Regions from separate parts of the Mus musculus genome. Here all the other regions are linked to region 3. Evidence: chromatin contacts called from public Hi-C, HiCAR-type and promoter capture Hi-C data. All regions are on one chromosome and are shown on one strand. The core of a region is the stretch at or near the end of the contact, and the rest is flanking DNA. Distances in the headings are between cores, read along the strand shown. Region 1 holds the start of Zfp280b (zinc finger protein 280B). Region 2 holds the start of Smarcb1 (SWI/SNF related, matrix associated, actin dependent regulator of chromatin, subfamily b, member 1). Region 3 holds the start of Pofut2 (protein O-fucosyltransferase 2). Region 4 holds the start of Cstb (cystatin B). Region 5 holds the start of Prmt2 (protein arginine N-methyltransferase 2). Region 6 holds the start of Cabin1 (calcineurin binding protein 1). Region 7 holds the start of 2610008E11Rik (RIKEN cDNA 2610008E11 gene).

Region 1 (2,715 bases), core at 143-2,642, 1.2 Mb before region 3:
AGAAAACAAGCACAGAGCCGGGCGTGGTAGCGCACACCTTTAATTCCAGCACTCGGGAGGCAGAGGCAGGCAGATTTCTGAGTTGGAGGCCAGCCTGGTCGACAAAGTGAGTTCCAGGACAGCCAGAGCTATACAGAGAAACCCTGTCTCGAAAAACCAAAAAAAAAAAACCAAAAAAAACCAAAAAAACAAACAAAAAAAACCCCAAAAAACAAAAACAAACAAACAAACAAACAAAAAACAAGCACAGGCAAGAAGGAAAAGAATGAGCCGGGCGTGGTGGTGCATGCCTTTAATCCCAGCACTTGGGAGGCAGAGGCAAGCGGATTTCTGAGTTCCAGGACAGCCAGCGCTATACAGAGAGAAACCCTGTCTCGAAAGACCCAAAAAAAAAAAAAAAAAAAAAAAAAAAGAAAAAAAAAGAAAAGAAAAGAAAAGAAAAGAAAAAGAAAAAAAAAGAATGAGCATGTTGTGTTTCAAAACTGAAAACTGAAATTCGAATTTCATGTAATTTGCGCATGCTCCAAAAAGGCATTCATCTTTTGATGGTTTTTATTTTTTAATTTTTTTTTTTATTTTTAGGTTTCTTTGAGACAGGGTCTTACAGTATATCCCTGGCTGCCCTGGAACTCACTCTGTAGACCAGGCTGACCTTGAACTCAGAAATCCGCCTGCCTCTGCCTCCCAAGTGGGTGCACCACCACAGCTGCCCCGCTTTCTGATGTTTTTCAAACAACAAACACAAAACAAACAAACCGAACCTGGGACATCTGTTCTGAGTTTCCTTCCTGATAAAAACAGCCGGCTGATTTGGATTTGTCCCAGAGGCAGCTTTAAGGTTGTTTCAAATTCAGTAGCTAGGTCGTTTTCTAAGTGCAAGGGGCAAGCTTGTGTGCTTATGCAAAAGCTACACACTTGAGAGGAGCTGTCATAGCTGTAATACAGGTGGGCAAACAGTTTCCTAAAGGACTGGGAACCATCTCTGGCCCTGGGCCCAGGCTAGCTGAAGCTCCATTTTTTTTTTCCTTCTTTCTCTCTTATCTATGCCCCTCCCACCCTTCCCACCCCCACTCCTACCTCCTCTCCCTAAGCAGCCACGTTTAACTAGCAATCCTCCTGCCTCAGCCCCCGCTCCCACCCCACCCTATCCCCACCCCCGAGGGAATGCTGGAATGGACGAAAGGCCTGGCTTTGGGTTCCCAAATCTCGCAGGTCCAAGATTTCAGGGGTGGGCATCACCACTGCCTGATCGTCCCAGCTCAGTCCCTCCGCCCGCGGCAGTCACTAGGGGCGCCCGAGTGAGAGAACGCGCCCAGGGGCCTTGAGGAACCAATCAGATCGGCGCTACGCCGCGCGGCTGACCTCGCGTCCACCCTTGGCAGCCAATCACAGGTCGCCGTGGGCTAGTGCGCGCCGGCCGGGGCTTTGGTGTTGGAGCGGCGGGGCCCTGGAGGTCGTGGTGCGGGGCTTCCCGCGCAGCGCCTCGCGGGCCGGGGCGTCCGGGGGAGGCTCAGGTACGCCTGCCGGGAGGTAAGGACAGGGGCGTGGTGCTGGTGACCTCTGCGGGAGCGACCGGGAGGGGACGCCGGGTGAGGGCCTTCTGCGAGTCCCGGGGAAGCGAGCGTGGCTAGGCCGGGAGCCCAGAGACCCCTTCCTGGCAGCCTCCCTCTCCCACGAACCCCCCAGTCCTGGGGCTGGGCCTGCACCCCTTAAATGCCATTCCCATCGCCGAGGGCCCCTCACCTAAAGTCCTGGAGGCTGCAGACCTCGCTACTGGGCTCTCCGACGCCTGCCTCGAAGCTCTGCCACTAGGGAAGGAGGAGGGAGGACCACTTCGTTGAGACCCATTCAAAAAAGTAGGTACAGACGAAATCCGGGTTTGTAGATTAAGTCCCACTCCCAGTTTGGAGATCTGCAGGCCCTTGGAGGCTTTAAAAAGCCATTTTTCTGCGCCCCTCCCCTTCCCATACAGCAATATCTTGTTTATTTTGTTGGCTTTGTGCCCCCTTTGAGCCCCAGTGCAGCTCTCGGGGCTCCTAGCTAGCTAGTTTTGCTTTGAGCAGTGCTCGGTGGGTTGTGTTGTTTTGTTTACTGGGCTATGGTGTTGGAAGGTAGCGTATAAGGTGCTTATAATAACCACACAGACGACAGGGTTGAGGGAGTAGCTTAGTTGGTGGAGTGCTTGCTTGCCTAGTACTACACAAACCGGTTGTGATGACCTCGCACCCAGTACTTGGTTAAGAGGAGACAGACGGCTGTTTCTTTCGTATCAGAGCTAACAAAACGGAAAATAAGCATGAAATAACTGGTAGGTAGTGAAATGGAGTAAAATCTTTTAACACGTAAAATGTAACTAAATCTTAAGAGGTTCTCTGTCTGTCTGATTTACCCCAAGTATGTGACTTGCAGCTCTTGGACTCTCTGAAGCTATTAAAAGTTACAGCGTATATCTGCGGTAAGAGAAAAGGTCTACCTCATTTTCTGACTTCTGTTTGCTGCTGTGATTTGATAAAAAAAAAAAAAAAAATCATTACCATGGGTGATAGCAGAAGGCAGAGGCAGGCGAATCTCTATGAGTTTGAGGGCAACCTGGTCTACAGCGGTAGTAACAGGACAGCCAAAGCTACCCTGTCTTGAAAACAGACAAAGGAACAAAAATTAGTGTTTTGGAATTTCCTGCGGAAATCACAATGGTAAGATAAGTTCAGGACAAGT
Region 2 (2,700 bases), core at 185-2,684, 1.3 Mb before region 3:
TTAGTTTGAGATAGACAATCTGCACCAAAAAAAAAAAAAAAAAAAAAAAAGGTAGAAAGAAAGAAATTTCAGCTGAGCAGTGGTGGCACACGCCTTTAATCCCAGCACTCAGGAGGCAGAGGCAGGCACATTTCTGCCAGCCTGGTCTACAGAGTGAGTTCCAGGACAGCCAGGGCTACACAGAGAAACTGTCTCGAAGAAGAAAAAGAAAAGAAAAACAAAAAAAACAAAAAAACACAAAGATTTGGCTGGTCTCTAGGGTTAATTGAAGGGATTTTCTAAGGTTGTGGTTCTCAACCTTCCTAATGCTGTGACCCTTTAATACAGTTTCTCATGTTGTAATGACCCCCTCCACCATAAACTTTTTTCGTTGCTACTTCATAACTCTAATTTTTGCTACAGTTACGAATCATAATGTAAATACCTAATATGCAGGATCTTTGATATGCGACCCCTGTGAAAAGGGTAGTGGCTGGCGCACAGGTGCGATCCTAAGGAACCCTGTCCACCTGACTGCACAGAAGCTGTCTCTTCTAGCTCTGGGTTCTGGGTTAGCGACCCTTCAGATTTATCCCCTATAAAAACTCAAAATTAGTTCACTGATCTCCAAAACGTTAGTGCTTCCGACCTCAGGGCCTCAATCCACTCAAAAGCAAACATGTCCAATCACTTTCTAAACATCATAAAAGCTCTCTGCAGTCCACCTCGCAAGCAACAACACAAAGGGGAAGAGGCTTTCCTAAGCTTCGGGCTTACAAGTAGAGATTTCGAGACCGGGGCAGTGGGGTGCACGAGAGCTGCCAAAGGGTTCAAGGGCAGTGTTGCACCTCCACTTCCAAGCGCCCAGGGGCTTCCCGAACATCCTTTCCCCATCTGCCTAGAGTGTACCGGCTCGACGCTCTAAGCTAGGACAGATGCTTAGGGTCTGAACAACGTTAAGTGGGTAAAGAAAACCCAGGACGGTCCAGGCGGGACCGGCCACGCCCACCAGGCCACGCCCCAGCTGCGAGCACGCGCCCGCCTCCGCGATGAATGGAGGCGCGCTCTCGGGGAGCACTAGCCCGCCCCGGGACTCGAGCCGGCCAGCCGCTGCCCGGGAAGCCGAGAACGCGCCGCGGGCTACCTCGGAGCCGATCATGTAGAACTCCCCGTCGTCCTCCAGCTGAAACTTGACGGGCTTCTGCCCGAAGGTCTTGCTCAACGCCATCATCATCATGGCGGCGGGGGAAACCGGCAGCCGGGGTCGAGCTGGAAAGAATCCGGTGGGCTAGGGCGGGGCCGAGGCGCGTCGGACCGAAAGGAACGGAGGCCTGGAGGTGAAGGTCGGGCAGGGCAAGCCGGGCGAACCGGGCGAGCGCTCGTGTCACTACTGGGCTCCTTGGCCGTCTCTGCAACGAGCAGGCCGCCCTCGGTGCGCATGCGTGGAGAAGCTGACGCTAACGTGCGCGCCGCAGCCTGCGCGACTCAAGGCCGAGCGCGTTCCCGCAAGCCCTTAAAGGGACCCGAGTTCTTTTTTGCTTCCTAGGCTTCCTCCCTGGGCGGGTAAGGAGGAAAACCTCTCAGCGACCGAAATAGCCACTGAGGCCCTGACTCAGGCGGTAGCTTTCCTAGTCGCATAGCCAGAGCTGGCACTCCGCCCCGGGATGAAGGAAAAAAATGAGACGTTAAGCGAGGAGAAGGACCGCTCTATCTGGAAGCCCGAGGGAAGCTGGGTGGGCATGGCGACCCCACGCTAGCGCCTCAGGTTTTCCACCCGAAAGTGCGTTAGGAATAGCTAGCTATCCACTCCAGGCCAACAGCAGTTCCCGAGGCAGTAGGGATGGGAAGAATGACAATACTGGATGGAGGTTGGTACTATTCAAAGATCTAGGTGATGTGCCAGATGAACGGGAGGAGGCACTTGCATTCCTTCCTTACCTCTGCAAGCTTGGTGCCCACAAGCCCAGCCCTGGTCTGTGCCTCTGCCCGCCTTGGGGCATAACAGCCCCGAGAGAAGACAGTGCTTCTGGAACGTGTCCAAGCAGTCCACCCCCTGTTGAACAGAGCCGTGACTCCAAAATGTTTAATGTTTATTGTAGCACTATTACAGGAGCTTAAGTTATAGCCTAGCCTAGGTAGCTATTCAACAATAGAGGAATGGATGAAGAAAATGTAGTCTAGGCTGGGTGTGGTGGTGCAAGCTTTTAGCTTCAGTTCCAAGACAGTCAGGGATATGTTGAGCAACTCTGTCCCAGAAAACAAAAAAGAGTGTGAAATGTGTGTACATGTGTTTTTTGTTTTTCAGCCACAAAAGTGAAATTACATTGTTTTCAGGAAAATGGATGCAACTAAGATATCATATTAAACAAATCAGGCCAGTCTCAGAAAGACAAATACGTTTTCTCTCATTTGTGCTTTCTAGATTTTCCTTAGATACATAAAATATGTATTCCACAGAACATTAAAGTAAAAGTGACATTGTGTATGGGAGCAAAGGGACTAACAACCTAGTGTAGGGGAGGTGGGGGCATGGTGGGATGTGCAAAATACAAACACTTCTCTGAAAGCAGCAGGACAAACAGTGGCCAGCTTCATAAGGGTCAGTCTAATGAGACTGCAATTGTGACTGGGGTCATGATGAAGGAGATGTTAAAGAACTAGGAAAGGCTGTGGTAACCAGGAGTTTGCCCACTGATCTCACAGCCATGGGAACCAGAGGGT
Region 3 (2,700 bases), core at 39-2,538:
TTAATTAAATGTAAGTATACTGTAGCTGTCTTCAGACACCCCCAGAAGAGGGCATCAGATCTCATTACAGATGGTTTTGAGCCACCATGTGGTTGCTGGGATTTGAACTTGGGACCTCCGGAAGAATAGTCAGTGCTCTTAACTGCTGAGCTATCTCTCCAGCCCCTGTTAGGGTAATTATTATAATCTGGGTGCTTTCTCCCAGGCTCTGTCTTTTCTTTTTCCTACCCCTGCCTTTCAAAGACTAGGTTTTGGGGCTGGAGACGTGGCTCAGTAGCTAAGAGCAATGACTGCTCTTCCAGAGGTCCTGAATTCAATTCCCAGCAACCATATGGAGTCTCACAACCATCTGTAATGGGATCTGATGCCCTCTTCTGGTGTGTCTGAGGACAGCCACAATGTACTCATATACATAAAATAAATCTTAAAAAAAAAAGACAAAGACTAGGTTTTACTTTTTGATGAAGCTCAACTATCTCTTTAATGCTATGCTTTCTGGCCACCTGTGACTCTCTTGTTTTTATCAGATATCCGACTGTTACAGCATACAGTAGTAGCGTGCAGAGTATGTGGCTGTCTGCTTCGGAATCTGTATGTAATACTAACTCCATCAGTTAACACCACTTCAATGGGGTCTGTACAAACACTTGGTTCTAGACACTTCCACTGCGATGCAACTTTTAAAAAAGAAAAAAAAAAAGCCACAGTCACTCACAAGTATTTTCAGGAAAGCTCAGAGCTCCGTGGGGCACCTGGTCCTCTGACTCCTAAGCTGCTCGCTGCTCCAGCGCTAGAGCCCTACACGGAACGGAGAGCACCTTCAGGTCCTGCATCCATCCCCACTCCTGGAGGCCAGTGCTCTGTCCTCTGGCTCTGTCCTGCAGGACCAGACCTGCGGCCAGCTCCGCCCACATCCCGGGACCGTACAACACCCGGCAACAGGAATGCCTGGCGTCGTGATGCTCAGCAAGTCCCGGATGAGACCAAGCGAATTCTCTCTGCCCTCGGGACAAATAGCGCACCTCGCAAAGCCGACGACTCTAAGACTCAACCGAGCCAGGCCACCGCAGCGCCCTCAGCTGAAAGTACAACCAGGAGAGCTTGGGAAGGGCGTGACTGCGCTGAGGACACGCCCATTCCCCAGGACCCACCCCTGGTCACGCCCACATACTCCTACTCAGACGAAGAGAGGCGCGTGCGCACCGTGGGTCTGGCCGCGTTGCCGTAGCTACTGGAGACGCGCTCCGTGGGGCGGACAGGCGCACTTCCGGACCGGGGCGCGGCAGCCGGAAGTGCGTGGCCGCCGGGGCCATGGCGGCGCTCAGCGTCGTCTGCCTGCTGCTGGCAGCGGCATCCTGGCGGCCGGTCTCGGCTTCAGGAGAAGAATTCTGGCCTGGCCAGTCGGCGGCGGACATCCTGTCGGGGGCGGCATCCCGCAGACGGTAAGCGCGTCCACGCCGGCCGGGCGGAGCGAGGCATCTGGGACAGGGTCAGCAGCGGGCTGGGGGCAGCGGGACCGGGGCTGCGCACGCAGGCTGCAGGAGCGAAGGCTGCGTGGCGAAGGTCGCCCTGGCCTTGGGCTGAGCTGGCCGTCTACTCCCGAGAGATCGCTACCAGAAGGTCCGGGAGCGTAGGTGGAGCCCGGCTCTGGCCACCTCAGGCACGCTGTCCCGAGGCCGATCTTAAGTTCCAGCGAGACAGAAGTTCGTGTGGGCTGTCGTGGAGATGGCGCTTCTTCCGCGGCCGCTCTTCCCCAAACTGGAGGGAGGGTAAACCAGGGGTCTGGTGCCGACAAACCCAGTGATGACGGGACTGAAGCCTGCCCGCGATTCCGTAGAAAGGAATCTTGCTTTGGCGAAGCCTTAAATAAAGTTTTAGAACCGTTTTCACGGAGGGAGATTCTTCGTCACTTTGACTTTCTCAGATGTCATTAGTGTACTGTGGAGTTTTTCCACCGGCCAGCCAACCGGACCTGTAATATCACAGTGAGGCTTAATCAGAATATTATCATCCTATCCTTTTCACTGTTTTTATTTTGAAAATGCATATTTTTCATTTAAAATAATCTTTGTTAATATAACGAGACTGTTGTTATTTTTCAGTGAATGGATGAATACTTCTAGCTTTAGCTTCCAACACAGGAACTGTCAGTAGATTTAATTTATAAACCAGATTTGTCCAACCTGTGCCCATTGACCACATACATCTCAGAATAGCGATGAATTATTGATGACAGACAGCGTCATGCCTCATTGTCAAAGGTTTGGCCCCCCCTGAGTAAACAACTGGCCTTTGGGCATCTCATTAATTTTGTTCAGACTGTGAAGGAGTCAAGGAGTCTTTGGATGAGACACTGTGGGAATGGCTGTGAAACCGATTCTCAGGCTCAGCCGCTGAGGTTCCGTTTACATTCTGATTTGTCAGAGAGTGTGAATCTGCTGTTGGCACTTATGAGCTCTGCTGGTCATTGTATAGTCACTGCCCTCTCTGTAAGCCGGGTGTGGGTGCCCCATGAAGATTCCCCACAGTTCACACACGGCCTATGTCTTGCTCCCTTCTCAGGTACCTCCTGTATGATGTCAACCCCCCAGAAGGCTTCAATCTCCGCAGGGATGTCTATATCCGGGTGGCATCCTTGCTGAAGACGCTGTTGAAGACTGAAGAGTGGGTGCTAGTCCTGCCCCCGTGGGGCCGCCTCTA
Region 4 (2,791 bases), core at 240-2,739, 1.2 Mb after region 3:
CCTCTGCCAGCTCAACTAATCCCAAAGACTTAAATTTAGCCTCACGAAGACTTTTTAGACAAGAGCAAAAAAGCAACCACGTTCTTAGCCAAAGCTCGAGAACAGTCTGTAGGCCACATACAAATAGTTTTGTCCTCTGAAACCTCTTGAACCAGACCCCCAAAGCTCACATCACCTTCATCACCACTGTCTTCCATATTCCTACTACTATGGCCCTATGAACTATTAAGTGATCAATTGCTTTTCTAACCCAAAATCCACATTCCTCCAAACAAAAGCATGGCCAGGCCTAATCCCAGCAATACTCCAGTGTCTGGTACTAACTTCTGTTTTAGTTTGGGTTGACTGCCACCACCACAAGTCTCCATGTATGTCTGGGCACCACTTGCATCCCTAGTGCCCATTGAGGCCAGGGGGTGGAGAAATAGGATCCCATGGAACTGGAGTTGTGAGCTAGTATGTGGGAGCTGAGAATTGAACTCAGGTCCTCTGGAAGAGCAGCCAGTTTTCTTAACTGCTGAGCCATCTCTCCAGCCCCTCACTTGGCTCTTTGACTGGGTTCCAAATATCAAATTCAGGCTGTCGCACTTCCGTGGCAAGCCCCTTACCATGAGCTACCTCTGCACCCCCAAATTATTTTTTTTAAGCCAAGGTCTCACTGCATAGTCAGGTTAGCTTAGCCTCTCAAGTGCCAGGATTGCAGGTGTATACCATCATGTCCTGCTATCCAACTGTGACAGTTTTGCAAACGGAAACTCGGGTTTGAAGGTCACTCAAGTAAGAGCACTGACAGAGGGCATATCCGGGGTCCTCATGGTTCCCAGCCTGTGTTGGGTGTGTGAGAATAGAGTCTCACCCAGAATAGACCACCTACCCAGCTCTGTGGGGCTGGGGCTGGGATCCCCAAGCCCCGCCTACCGCCTGACAAGGCCATGTCATTCAAAAAGAATGGAATTCCCAGATAAGCTCTTATTTCATGGGGTTATCCGGACCCAAAAACTAAGTCCACGTTGGGGAGGGGAGGAAAGGATGGGGCCAGGGGTCAAGGAACAGGGATCTGAGACTTCTAGGTCCTCAATCATCTATTTCTGTATCCACTCTATGGAAGGAGGGATAGGGACCCATCAAGACCCCCACTTAATAGTCACAGGACAAGGGGAAATTGAGATGTCCAGGGCTGTACTTCGTGTCCACCTACTCCATGGAAAGACTAGGACCCCTTCTCACATCTCTGCATCCTGTGAGGACCCGGAAGCCCCTAAGCCGGGTCAGAGATACTCCTACAATCACTTCACGACCATTGAGGGGCAATCAGGACTCCCAGCCTCCAAACCCTTCTTAGCGTCCGTTCAGGGAAAGGACGTGAAGCACCCACCATGCCTCACCCTCCGCCCACGCCCAGCCTGGGTCTCCTGACTCTGCCTGGAACGGAGGGTGGTGACAGTAAAGAGAGCGAGCGAGAGGGTGCGGCGCCCCGCCCCGTCGCTCTGTCACGTGCTACGGGTCCGGGGGGGCGGAGCCAAGCCAGGTTTTTCTAGGGTCCAGGCACCCAGGTCTCCTAGTTGGATCTGTCTTCAGCTTCTCCGTGCTACCCCGACTACTGCTGCCAAGATGATGTGTGGCGCGCCATCTGCCACAATGCCAGCCACGGCCGAGACGCAGGAGGTCGCCGACCAGGTGAGGCTGGGCCCAGGTCAGGCCAGTCTGAGCCAGGCCTGCGGAGACCCGGCGGCCTCAGGGACCGGCCTGCCCAGACTGGTCAGGTCCTGCAGCGGGTTTCCGGGGCGGCCACAAGTGTGACTGGGAGCTGGGGGCTCTGGATCTGGTTGGAAGATTCAGGGCCGGGAACTGGGGCGAGTCTTCTGCCGCTTGCATACAAGAGGGCCACTCACCTATTAGGGAACTAGCCCCGGGATCGGTGGAGGGATCCGGTGGTCCCAGAGAATTCAGGAAGGCAGCTGTTAGAACCTAGACGGCACCTTTTTGACTTACACCCAGGCCTAAACAAGAGAAAGCCAGACTGGGCTACTGTGCTTGTCTCCTCAAAAGAAAGAGCTAGGACTGTTTAGCTCAGTGGCAGGAATTCAACTGATACCACCACCACCATCACCAACACCGCCCCTCAGGGAAAAAAAAAAGGATCAAAACCAGAAGTTGTAGAACTTGCTTGTGCCTAGTCTGAAACGAGGGGGTGGACCTTGGGCCTGGGCTGCCCTTCCTGTGACTGTTAGCAGAGCAGAGATTCAGTACAAGGTAGGGGGAGGTTCAGGGTATTAGCAAGAGAAGAAAAGTTAAACAAATCCTCTCTTCAGCTCTCCTGCCACGCCCCAAGCCCAGGACCCTGTCCACTAAGCCTAGCTGATCTTGGGAGGTGTTTGCTCTGACTGAAGTGGCCAAGAAGGAGTGAGTCAGCTCCATGAGACCCTAGAAATGAGGAAATGTTACAGACACACTGGCCAGGCAAGGGAACCTTGGCCACGTGCCACATCAGCACTCAGGAGGCAGAGACAGGCGAGTCTCTCTGAATTTGAAGCCAGCCCAGTTTGCTTAGTTCCATGCCAGCCATAGCTACATAGTGAGACCCTGTCCCCCCCCCCCCCAAAAAAAAGGAGCTGTGTTGTTCTTTATCAGTGGGGCCAACAGTTTACCATGTCCCCCGGAATGAGGAGTATTGAAGGCTGGCAGTGTGTGTGTGTGGGGGCACCTGTGCATGAATCTAAGTCCTTCCTTCTCACCCACCATCCAGGTGAAGTCCCAGCTTGAATCGAAAGAAAATCAGAAGTTTGATGTC
Region 5 (2,700 bases), core at 144-2,643, 1.0 Mb before region 3:
CTATGCTACGGCCATCTAAGAACAAGTACAAGAATCTGAAGCATGCTGAAGTGTCCCCTGAAGTGTTCATGACAATACACAGCATGGGACCTAATGACCAGACCCATCCCCCTGCCTCAACGTTCTCTAAATTCAAGCATCCTCCTGTGAGCCAGGACCTTGAGAGACAAGGAGAGTGACATCACCCCTGTAAGCTGGTACTGTTCCTCTGTATGATCATTACACGTGGCTCTTACGTACCAGAACCGGGATGACCTGTGACTCGCTGCAGGGACCTTCTCCTGGTGCCTCCATAGTTCAATATGATCATGTCTCATAACTGGGGCTTTACTTCAGTTTCTCTCCCATGCCTACTTGAAAGAAGAGAGAGAAGCACAAAGTGTTACACTGCCTGGTCAGTAATCTCATTTCACGGCTACAGTTTACTGTATGTGTTAAGAATGGAACAGGATTGGCGTTTTATCATCACAATTCATTAGAGGGCTTTTTAAATTAAAAAATCCAAATGCTGTGTGCTTCCTTTAATATGCTAGATTTATTCCTCTGAAGTCTCCTTTTTTAAGAGATATTTATGAAGCCTCTTTTTACTTAGAATAAATCAGTATCATTTTTTTTAGGAACACTTAATAGCTTAAACTCAAATTAAAACACCTTGCCCAGTACTTGACCTAACCCACAGGCAGAACTGAAATCCCCATGCCCGACACCCTCCTGTTCTTTAATTCTATTTTTTTACCCCCAGGGGCAATGTAACCCTAACTGGCTCTGAGATTACATCGATTCTTTGTTTAAACGCCTGTTGTGCGTCCAGATCTGGACTTCATACTTACTTCGTAATAATTAGAATCACAAATTATTTACAATTATATTTTCAGTGAAAAGCCTGGGAGGGTGCCCGGAGGAAGAAAGACAATGAATTGGAGGGTTCTCCAGGCCAAGCAGATGAGGCCATAGAGGCCAAGAATATAGAGGCATGGGGGATGTGGCTCGGGATACAGAAGGCAGGTGGGCGTGGTCCTGGAAGGGCGTGGCTCTAAGAGCCAGCGGAGGTGCGCAGGGGGAATTGAGAGGTGCAGCGAAAGGAGAGCGAAGAGGGCGGACGGTGCTGAGAAAAGGGGAGGGGGTAGCTGGAATAGAACCTTCGAGAGGGCACTCTAAAGCCTCCAGAGGGGGCGGAGGCCTCAGTGCGCTGGAGACATGCACAGGGAAGACCTTTTGCCTAGCTTGCCCTGCCTCACTTGCGATCCAGATGTCTAAGCTGTCCATTAAGAAACCTACCTCAGCCGCGTTTCTCCGCTGAATTCTAGGCTATACCAGAAAGGAACAGACGATGCCCACCCGAAGCCTGAGCCGCCGCCCTGGACCTGCGCAAGCGCGGAGCACTCCAGCTGGCCGAAGAGCACGCCCCGCCCAGGCCTGGGTGTCCTGCGCAAGCGCAGTGTGTATAAACTCGGTGCTGGTAGCTGTAGATAGTCTTGAGACAGGGGTTTTCTCTAAGAGCTTGTCACTCAGCGCAAGCGCATTTTCTGTCCCTGCTTCCGGCCGGTCGCATTGGGCCTTAAGGCTGCAAGACGCAGGTGAGAAAGTGTAAGGATCGACTTACCGGGAGATCTGTGGGAAGACTGGACTCCGGGTTGGAGGCCACAGGTGGTGTAGACCGCGCCCCCAGCGGATTCGAACCGAGGCAACAATTGGCAGGCTGAAGCAGGAGTGCGTACTAGCGCTGTCCTGAGTGTACCTGGGACTGCCGGTGTGTTTGATGCCCTTCTCCGAATGCTTAATAACCTAGTTTTGATCTGAATCAGCTTCTGCAGAATGGGACCCCCCTACAGTATCTTGGACTAAGTTTTGATCGTGGAACCAACATAGCTACTGAGACACGAAACACACCAGAGACCCCAAGTCCTGAAGATCCTGTGCTGAAGGGGTTGGGGGCGGAGGAGCAATGACACTGACATCAGGTGACCCTAAGCAAGGTTTCTTAAGCTTTCTCCACTAGCAATCCCATCCTACTCAGAAAGTTTTTCAGCGACTCTAGGTATCTAAAATAGGCATACGAATCAAACATTTACTGATAAGTGAATCAGAAAAGAATTTATTGTAAAACTCGGCATACACACAATTTTACCACTGACTAGAGACAAAAGCAGATTTGCATACTAATTAGGTGGATGCGTTTGTCCAATATAATCTAGACACTCTAATACATGCTGAGGAATGATAGGGAAATATTAAAATTCTTTGTTTTCTATAATTAAACCATCATGCTTCGGTTCGTGCAGTAGAAACACCACAGCTCATAACATAATCAATCATTCCAAACCTGCTGTGAGGCATCTCAGGGCTTGCAAGGCTTGTGCAAACCACACCTGTTGTGCCTTCAGTCCATCGGTTCAGTGGAGTCGCACAATGAACTGCAGCCAAGGGATGGGTCTGTCTGTGTGAGGACCTGGTCCTTTTTTTAAATCTGCCCAGTTTTCCATTTCCACCAGATGAAGAGGGCTGAAGCTCTGAGCCAGGATGCCACAGGTTGAAAAGAGTTTCCCACAATCTTCCAAGGCAGAAAAAACTGTCCTCAGAGCCCCCAGTGTGGCAGGCCTGAGACCTATTCTTGAAAGCCTGCTGGTGCCACGAAGCTCAGGCTCCAGGCACTAGGATCCACCCTTGCTAACCTAACATAGGAAAGGGTACCTGTGGTGG
Region 6 (2,867 bases), core at 55-2,554, 1.5 Mb before region 3:
TCCTGGAAGTCAGTCTTCTGTTAGCAGCCTTCAGATGAAGATGTAGAGCTCTCAGCTCCTCCTGCACCATGCCTGCCTGGATGCTGCCATGTTCTCGACTTGATGATAATGGACTGAACCTCTGAACCTGTAAGCCAGCCGCAATTAAATGTTGTCCTTTATAAAACTTGCCTTGGTCATGGTGTCTGTTCACAGCAGTAAAACCCTAACTATGACACCTGACTTCTGGCAGTCTTGAGGTTATGGTAGAACTGTGTGTGAGAGACTGACTTAACATAAATGCCCCTCTCTATGCCTGTTTCCTCTATGATGTGACATGCTGGTCTAGACATGGCCTGTAGGTTCACCATCCACTGCTATTATACAGCCCGAAAGGAGGATTTTTTTTTCTTTTTTACATTTCTAATGAGGAAAACAACCAGCCAACCAACCAACCTCTTGATTCATGACAATTACATAAAAATTATTTCCATTCAGCTTTCAGTATCTATAAATAAAATTATAGTGACACACTGTCTCATATATTGTCTTTGACTTTATTAATGAAACAATTGAACAGCCACCCCAAATCTAAAACACTTACCATTAAAAGTATTGTTTTTTTTTAAATTAAATTTACAACATAAAATATAAATCTATCTACAAGAGTGTGCCAACCCCTGAAGGAGATCATTCTAAATTTTATTCCTAAGCAAATTAATCAATCACATAGAAGGAACTTTACCCAGATGAGGTTCAATAGGCCACACTGATGACCTATAAGAAGTCACGTCTTGAAGAGTTAAGCGGCAAAGTCCACAAGTGCAGAAACCTGACAGCGCCAGGTGAAGTCGTTCTACCTGCCTCCTCCATGGAGGGTGTTGAGCAGAATGGCTGCAGTCGGGGTAAGCCGCACCGGAACTTTAAAGTCGTTTAAAACCTTCCCTCGGCCTCAGTTTCCACCCCTGGAAATGGTACTCACATCACACTCACCTCGCTGGGCTGCGGTGAAGGTGAACGAAAGGACGCACCGAAAGGGATGGCTTCGAGCTGCGGTCACTGTGACCCACCCTAGGCGCCACCGGGCGAGGCTGCGGGAAGCGAGAAGAAGCCAGCGTGGGCAGAAGACCCGCGCCCGTGCCTTCGGGTCTCGAGCCTGGCTTCGGCCCACCGCGCCCGGGAGGAAGGGGAAGAGCGGGTCTTCTCGCGTGGTTCCACCTCCTCGCGCTCACGGGAGCCGTGCGCACACTTAGCAGACACACACAGCCCTTGCTCCCCGGAACTCGACCGGCGTCTCCAGGGCAACGGCCGGAGCTCCCAGACTCCTGCGCGCGACAAACCAACAAGGAACGCTCTCATTGGCTGAAGTGTCAGCCTTATCAGCCAATCGGAGTAGGCTGTTTGGGCGGACCCACGGGTTCGCTGTGCGCTGTGTCTTTGACTCGCGCGCGTGGGAACGCTGCTGCCTGCTGCTGCTGCGCTCCGCTACCTGCAGGACTTAACAGTTTTGTTTTATTTTGCTTTGGTTTTGTTGTTGCTATTGTGTTTTATTTTGGTCTGGTTTGTTTTAAGCAGTGTCTCACTAGTGCAGCCCAAACTAGCTTCGAACTCGTGGCTATCCTCCGGCTTCGGACTCCGGCTTGCTAAGGTTACTGGCCATCACATACTACCACTTGCACGCACGCTTTATGAACGCGAGTTTACAAACTAGAACCCCCCCCCCCCCCATTCACTAAAACAAGCGCATTGCTGCCAAAGACCCGGAGCAGGTGTTCTGACGATAATGATTGGAAACCCAAGCGACACGCAAGCAGAACTAGATAGGGAGCTGGAACTTGTTATGGTGCCCAGGCCTCGCCTCTTCTGCCTGGTCTGGAACTCCGTATTTACAGGCTCTCCGACTCACAAAGATAAGCCTGCCTCTGTCTCCCAAGAGCAGGGATTAGATACATGAACGACTTAGAAACGCAAATGATTTAAAAACCAAAGGGCGGGGGAGCAGACCCGCTTAAGAAACGTGTCAGAGAAGTTTACCGGTTTTTGAGCAGAAAAACCTGATAAGGAGAGGTTAGTATTTTGGGAGTTGATGCAACCCTTTAGGGAGGAGCTCCACACTGCTGGAATCCCTGGTGGCAAAGTATCCCACAAGAATGATTTAAATAACACTAAGGGGCTGCAGAGCCGTCTTGGCAGTTCAGAGCACTGGCTTCTCTTCCAGGGGACCTTGGTTTGAAGACCAGCATTGGCACAGCTCACAACCGGCTGTAATTTCAGTTCAAGAGTTCAAGACGATCTCCAACGCCCTCTTCTGGCTTCTTCTGGAACTGCACAATGTGGTACACAGCCATACATGCAAGCAAAACACTCATACACATAATTTTTTTTAAAAAAAGGTTTGTTTACTTTATGAATGTAAGTACACAATATCTGTATTCAGACACACCAGAAGAGGGCATCGGATCCCATTACAGATGGTTGCAAGCCACCATGTTGGGAATTGAACTCAGGAACTCTGAAAGAACACATTAAAATTTTTTTTTTTTTTTTTTTTTGGTTTTTTGAGACAGGGTTTCTCTGTATAGCCCTGGCTATCCTGGAACTCTGTAGACCAGGCTAGCCTCGAACTCAGAAATCCACCTGCCTCTGCCTCCCAAGTGCTGGGATTAAAGGCGTGTGCCAACACTGCCCAGCTCACATAAAATTTTTAACAATGAATGTTACGGCTTTTTTCCCCCATATTGTAAGAGTTTGAAAACTTATTTAAAGCTGGGCATGGTGGCACACGCCTTTAATCCTAGCACTTGGGAAGCAGAGGCAGAGTGACCAGGTGATCTCTGTGAGTTCCAAGACACCCAGGGTAACACAAGGTAACACAAACCCTGTGTAGA
Region 7 (2,700 bases), core at 29-2,528, 1.8 Mb after region 3:
TGTTCTGTTTTCAAGACAGGGTTTCTCTGTATTGCCCTGGCTGTCCTGGAACTCACTCTGTAGACCTCAAACTCAGAAATCCACCTGTCTCTGCCTCACAAGTCAGAAAATTCTTAAGGAGTAGAAACTTAAGTCTCTCCTTTCCTCAAAAATAATTCCAAGTGAGTTCTAAAGACTTTATAAGGTTTCCTGGCTGATCAAAACTTCATGATTCTGTGGAGCTGGAACATTGCAAATGTAGTTAGAACTCTTTGCGATCATCAGGTCCCTTAATATCCAGTTAGTATTCATCTTCTCTATGTGGTCGGACACCAACTAGCAGCTGAAAACTTGGGAATGTGTCCACAGAGCAGACCACTAGCTTCCACCAAGCCAAAAGCTAAGAGTGTCCCCAGATAATCTCTCATATCTGTAAGAGCTTCCTCTGCATGTAACCTATCTACCCTGATGTGTCCACAGTGTCTTTGATAAATGCCTTGATTTTGTTTTTCACTATTAAAACCTCACCTAACTACATCCACGTTGAAACATGTGATTTAGGGCAACTTAAATACATGCTACTGAACAGGGTGACTCATATCTGTCCCAGAATAAACTCTCTCTAATCCTTTTGAGGTGAGACCAGTGTTTTCTACAGACCAGAGAAATAAGTAAGCCAACTCATGCACCATTTACCTTAATTTTCAAATTTTACTCAACTCTTAAAATCTGCTTAAGCACTGAATGTTGATGCTAAGTGACATCAAGTTGCTGGGAGCCTTTACCGAAAAAATCAACCAGATGACACTGTCATAAATTGATTTTGTTTCTTTTAGCCTCCTCATGAAATTCTTAGGCAACTGTGATCAAAGTAGAGGGATGTCCCCGAAGGGGCGCTCTCCTTTGCTTACTGGCCTCCGAGCTGAGCTGCTTCTCCTTTACATATAAGGGACTGCAGAATCCACGGACCCGGCTCCTCTCTTGAAGGAAACCCATCTCCCTCAAAGTCCTCGCGGGCAAGTTGTGGACTCCAGCAACCTCCACCCTCCAGCCCAGCCTTGAAGGACCTGACAACGGCGCAGGCGCACCGGGCCGGGGGGTCGGGGGCGGCGGAGGGTGCAGAGACAGCTTCCCCGCTGCAGGACGCTCGCACTCACCATGACAGGCTCTGCCGACATCCTGCGTCCTGCGCGGGCCTCCCCACCGCGACTGTCACAGGAGACAGGGGCCTCAGTGATTTCCGATCCTTCGGAACTGGATGAGGCTACAGATCTAAGATGGCCGGGGACAGACAAAGGCCACAGCGGAGCAGCGAAGGCCCGCCCTCCATGCTCGCTCTCTGTGTATGATTGGGCAATTCTCAGTCTAGTGCATCCGATTGGATAGCATTTCGGGCTTGGCTACGAGTGACAGTAGACAGAACCAATTCGTGCGTGAATCAAGCAAAAATAAAAATAAATAAATAAATAAAAAGCAAGTTCTTGCTCACAGATGTTGTCAGGCAGGGCTGCTCCCAACCCCGTGAGAGAACAGAGCCCAGTACTGAACAATTGCCCTGGATATAGAGCTAAAGGATTTATGGACTTACGGCTGAATATATATATATATATATATATATATATATATATATATATATATATCTTATTCACAAATGGAAATCACATCATGACAGTTTTAAACTGTGTTTTCCCAACTCTAAGCTTCAAAATAAAAAGCATTCATGTAAGGCAGCAATGTCCGATACAAGCAACATGGTAGACAGAACTGAAAAATTGGTTAATTATTTAGGTATGCATTGTGACTTCTTCTGAAGGGTGTTGTTATATTATACTTTGCTCTCATCATTCCCTGTTCTATTTTCTCTCCCCCTTTTCTCCTCAGAATCACATATATGTATTCTGAGAAGTGTCAGCTTTAAAAAAAAAAATCTAAACAGGTAAAATTCACTATAATAACAATGATGGCATAATTTATTTCTCTTTATAGAAGAAAAAAATTGAACACGTATAGTGAGCCGCCACATGCATGCAAATTATTTCCATTCCTTTTGTTTTTGAGTGCTAATTTGACCAAATTCCAAACTGTTCTGAAAAATCTTAGAGAAAAGCAAATGACAATTAGAGAGATGTGCCGACCAATAAGAATGCATTTGCTTTGCAGAAATGTTGCCGTATAAGGAGTATGTCTTGATTTCAGCTGGGCATAGCAATTTTGGATACCTGAAAGTGAGATGTGAGGTGGTGGTGGGCAAAGCCATGTAGCACACATGGATATCATGAACAGCTAACTCAGCCAAGACCCTGACGCACATGCATCTAAGTTGGCCACACATTATAACCCCCTAGGACTTTTTAAATACTCCAAACTTTAGTTTCAATGAAATCAGAGTAGGGGGAGTAGGACTCCCCCCCCCACACACACACACTCATGCATGCACAAACGCACACACACTCACACATACACACACACTCATGCATGCACGAATGCGCGCGCACACACACACACTCACACACGCACACACACACACACACACACACACACACACACACACGGTTTAGAACTCTCCAGGTGAATATTGTGTGAGGCTATTCCCAAACCACTGAGTGCAAGCACCATCTCTCCCCAGCTAGTTGCAAGTAGTTTCTTAAATTAAGTATGAAAACGTTTGGTGATAAGTTGTGACTTTTCACTTTTGCCCATTAATCAACTATTTTAATCTGC

Evidence for each region. Promoter capture Hi-C pulls out the DNA fragments that hold promoters and counts their contacts. A called contact is a pair of places that touch in the nucleus more often than the background predicts. HiCAR-type assays count read pairs that join an accessible place to other places. Capture Hi-C pulls out chosen DNA fragments and counts their contacts.
Region 1: a contact with region 3 is called in a Hi-C map of CD4 T cells, with 4 times the contacts expected there. The contact joins the promoter of Zfp280b here to the promoter of Pofut2 in region 3. A contact is called at or near these places in 1 of 39 promoter capture datasets (liver) and 1 of 484 Hi-C or Micro-C datasets (CD4 T cells).
Region 2: a promoter capture Hi-C map of pancreatic islet shows a contact between it and region 3, with 4 times the contacts expected there. The contact joins the promoter of Smarcb1 here to the promoter of Pofut2 in region 3. A contact is called at or near these places in 2 of 39 promoter capture datasets (both in liver) and 1 of 9 other capture datasets (pancreatic islet).
Region 4: a contact with region 3 is called in a promoter capture Hi-C map of liver, with 4 times the contacts expected there. The contact joins the promoter of Cstb here to the promoter of Pofut2 in region 3. A contact is called at or near these places in 2 of 9 other capture datasets (adipose tissue and liver).
Region 5: a contact with region 3 is called in a Hi-C map of CD8 T cells, with 6 times the contacts expected there. The contact joins the promoter of Prmt2 here to the promoter of Pofut2 in region 3. A contact is called at or near these places in 2 of 39 promoter capture datasets (liver and pre-B cells), 2 of 484 Hi-C or Micro-C datasets (CD4 T cells and CD8 T cells) and 1 of 9 other capture datasets (liver).
Region 6: a HiCAR-type map of fibro-adipogenic progenitors shows a contact between it and region 3, with 5 times the contacts expected there. The contact joins the promoter of Cabin1 here to the promoter of Pofut2 in region 3. A contact is called at or near these places in 1 of 39 promoter capture datasets (liver) and 1 of 115 datasets of contacts at active chromatin or transcription factors (fibro-adipogenic progenitors).
Region 7: a contact with region 3 is called in a promoter capture Hi-C map of pre-B cells, with 6 times the contacts expected there. The contact joins the promoter of 2610008E11Rik here to the promoter of Pofut2 in region 3. A contact is called at or near these places in 1 of 39 promoter capture datasets (pre-B cells) and 1 of 484 Hi-C or Micro-C datasets (CD4 T cells).

Annotation. Positions count from the first base shown.
Region 1 is chr10:76,031,220-76,033,934 of GRCm38.p6, forward strand. Zfp280b (zinc finger protein 280B) reads left to right here and starts at 1,393. Exons shown (of 2, transcript NM_177475.3): 1 at 1,393-1,530.
Region 2 is chr10:75,920,180-75,922,879 of GRCm38.p6, forward strand. Smarcb1 (SWI/SNF related, matrix associated, actin dependent regulator of chromatin, subfamily b, member 1) reads right to left here and starts at 1,435. Exons shown (of 9, transcript NM_011418.2): 1 at 1,124-1,435. The coding sequence starts at 1,216.
Region 3 is chr10:77,258,012-77,260,711 of GRCm38.p6, forward strand. Pofut2 (protein O-fucosyltransferase 2) reads left to right here and starts at 1,289. Exons shown (of 9, transcript NM_030262.3): 1 at 1,289-1,442; 2 at 2,563-2,700. The coding sequence starts at 1,312. It overlaps Gm10941 (predicted gene 10941), which reads right to left and starts at 1,212. Exons shown (of 2, transcript NR_026944.1): 1 at 716-1,212.
Region 4 is chr10:78,424,181-78,426,971 of GRCm38.p6, forward strand. It overlaps Cstb (cystatin B), which reads left to right and starts at 1,490. Exons shown (of 3, transcript NM_007793.3): 1 at 1,490-1,677; 2 at 2,747-2,791. The coding sequence starts at 1,612.
Region 5 is chr10:76,236,472-76,239,171 of GRCm38.p6, forward strand. Prmt2 (protein arginine N-methyltransferase 2) reads right to left here and starts at 1,394. Exons shown (of 11, transcript NM_133182.3): 1 at 1,279-1,394; 2 at 241-350. The coding sequence starts at 294.
Region 6 is chr10:75,763,053-75,765,919 of GRCm38.p6, forward strand. Cabin1 (calcineurin binding protein 1) reads right to left here and starts at 1,305. Exons shown (of 37, transcript NM_172549.3): 1 at 973-1,305.
Region 7 is chr10:79,096,322-79,099,021 of GRCm38.p6, forward strand. It overlaps 2610008E11Rik (RIKEN cDNA 2610008E11 gene), which reads right to left and starts at 1,279. Exons shown (of 6, transcript NM_001004362.2): 1 at 1,137-1,279. The coding sequence starts at 1,157.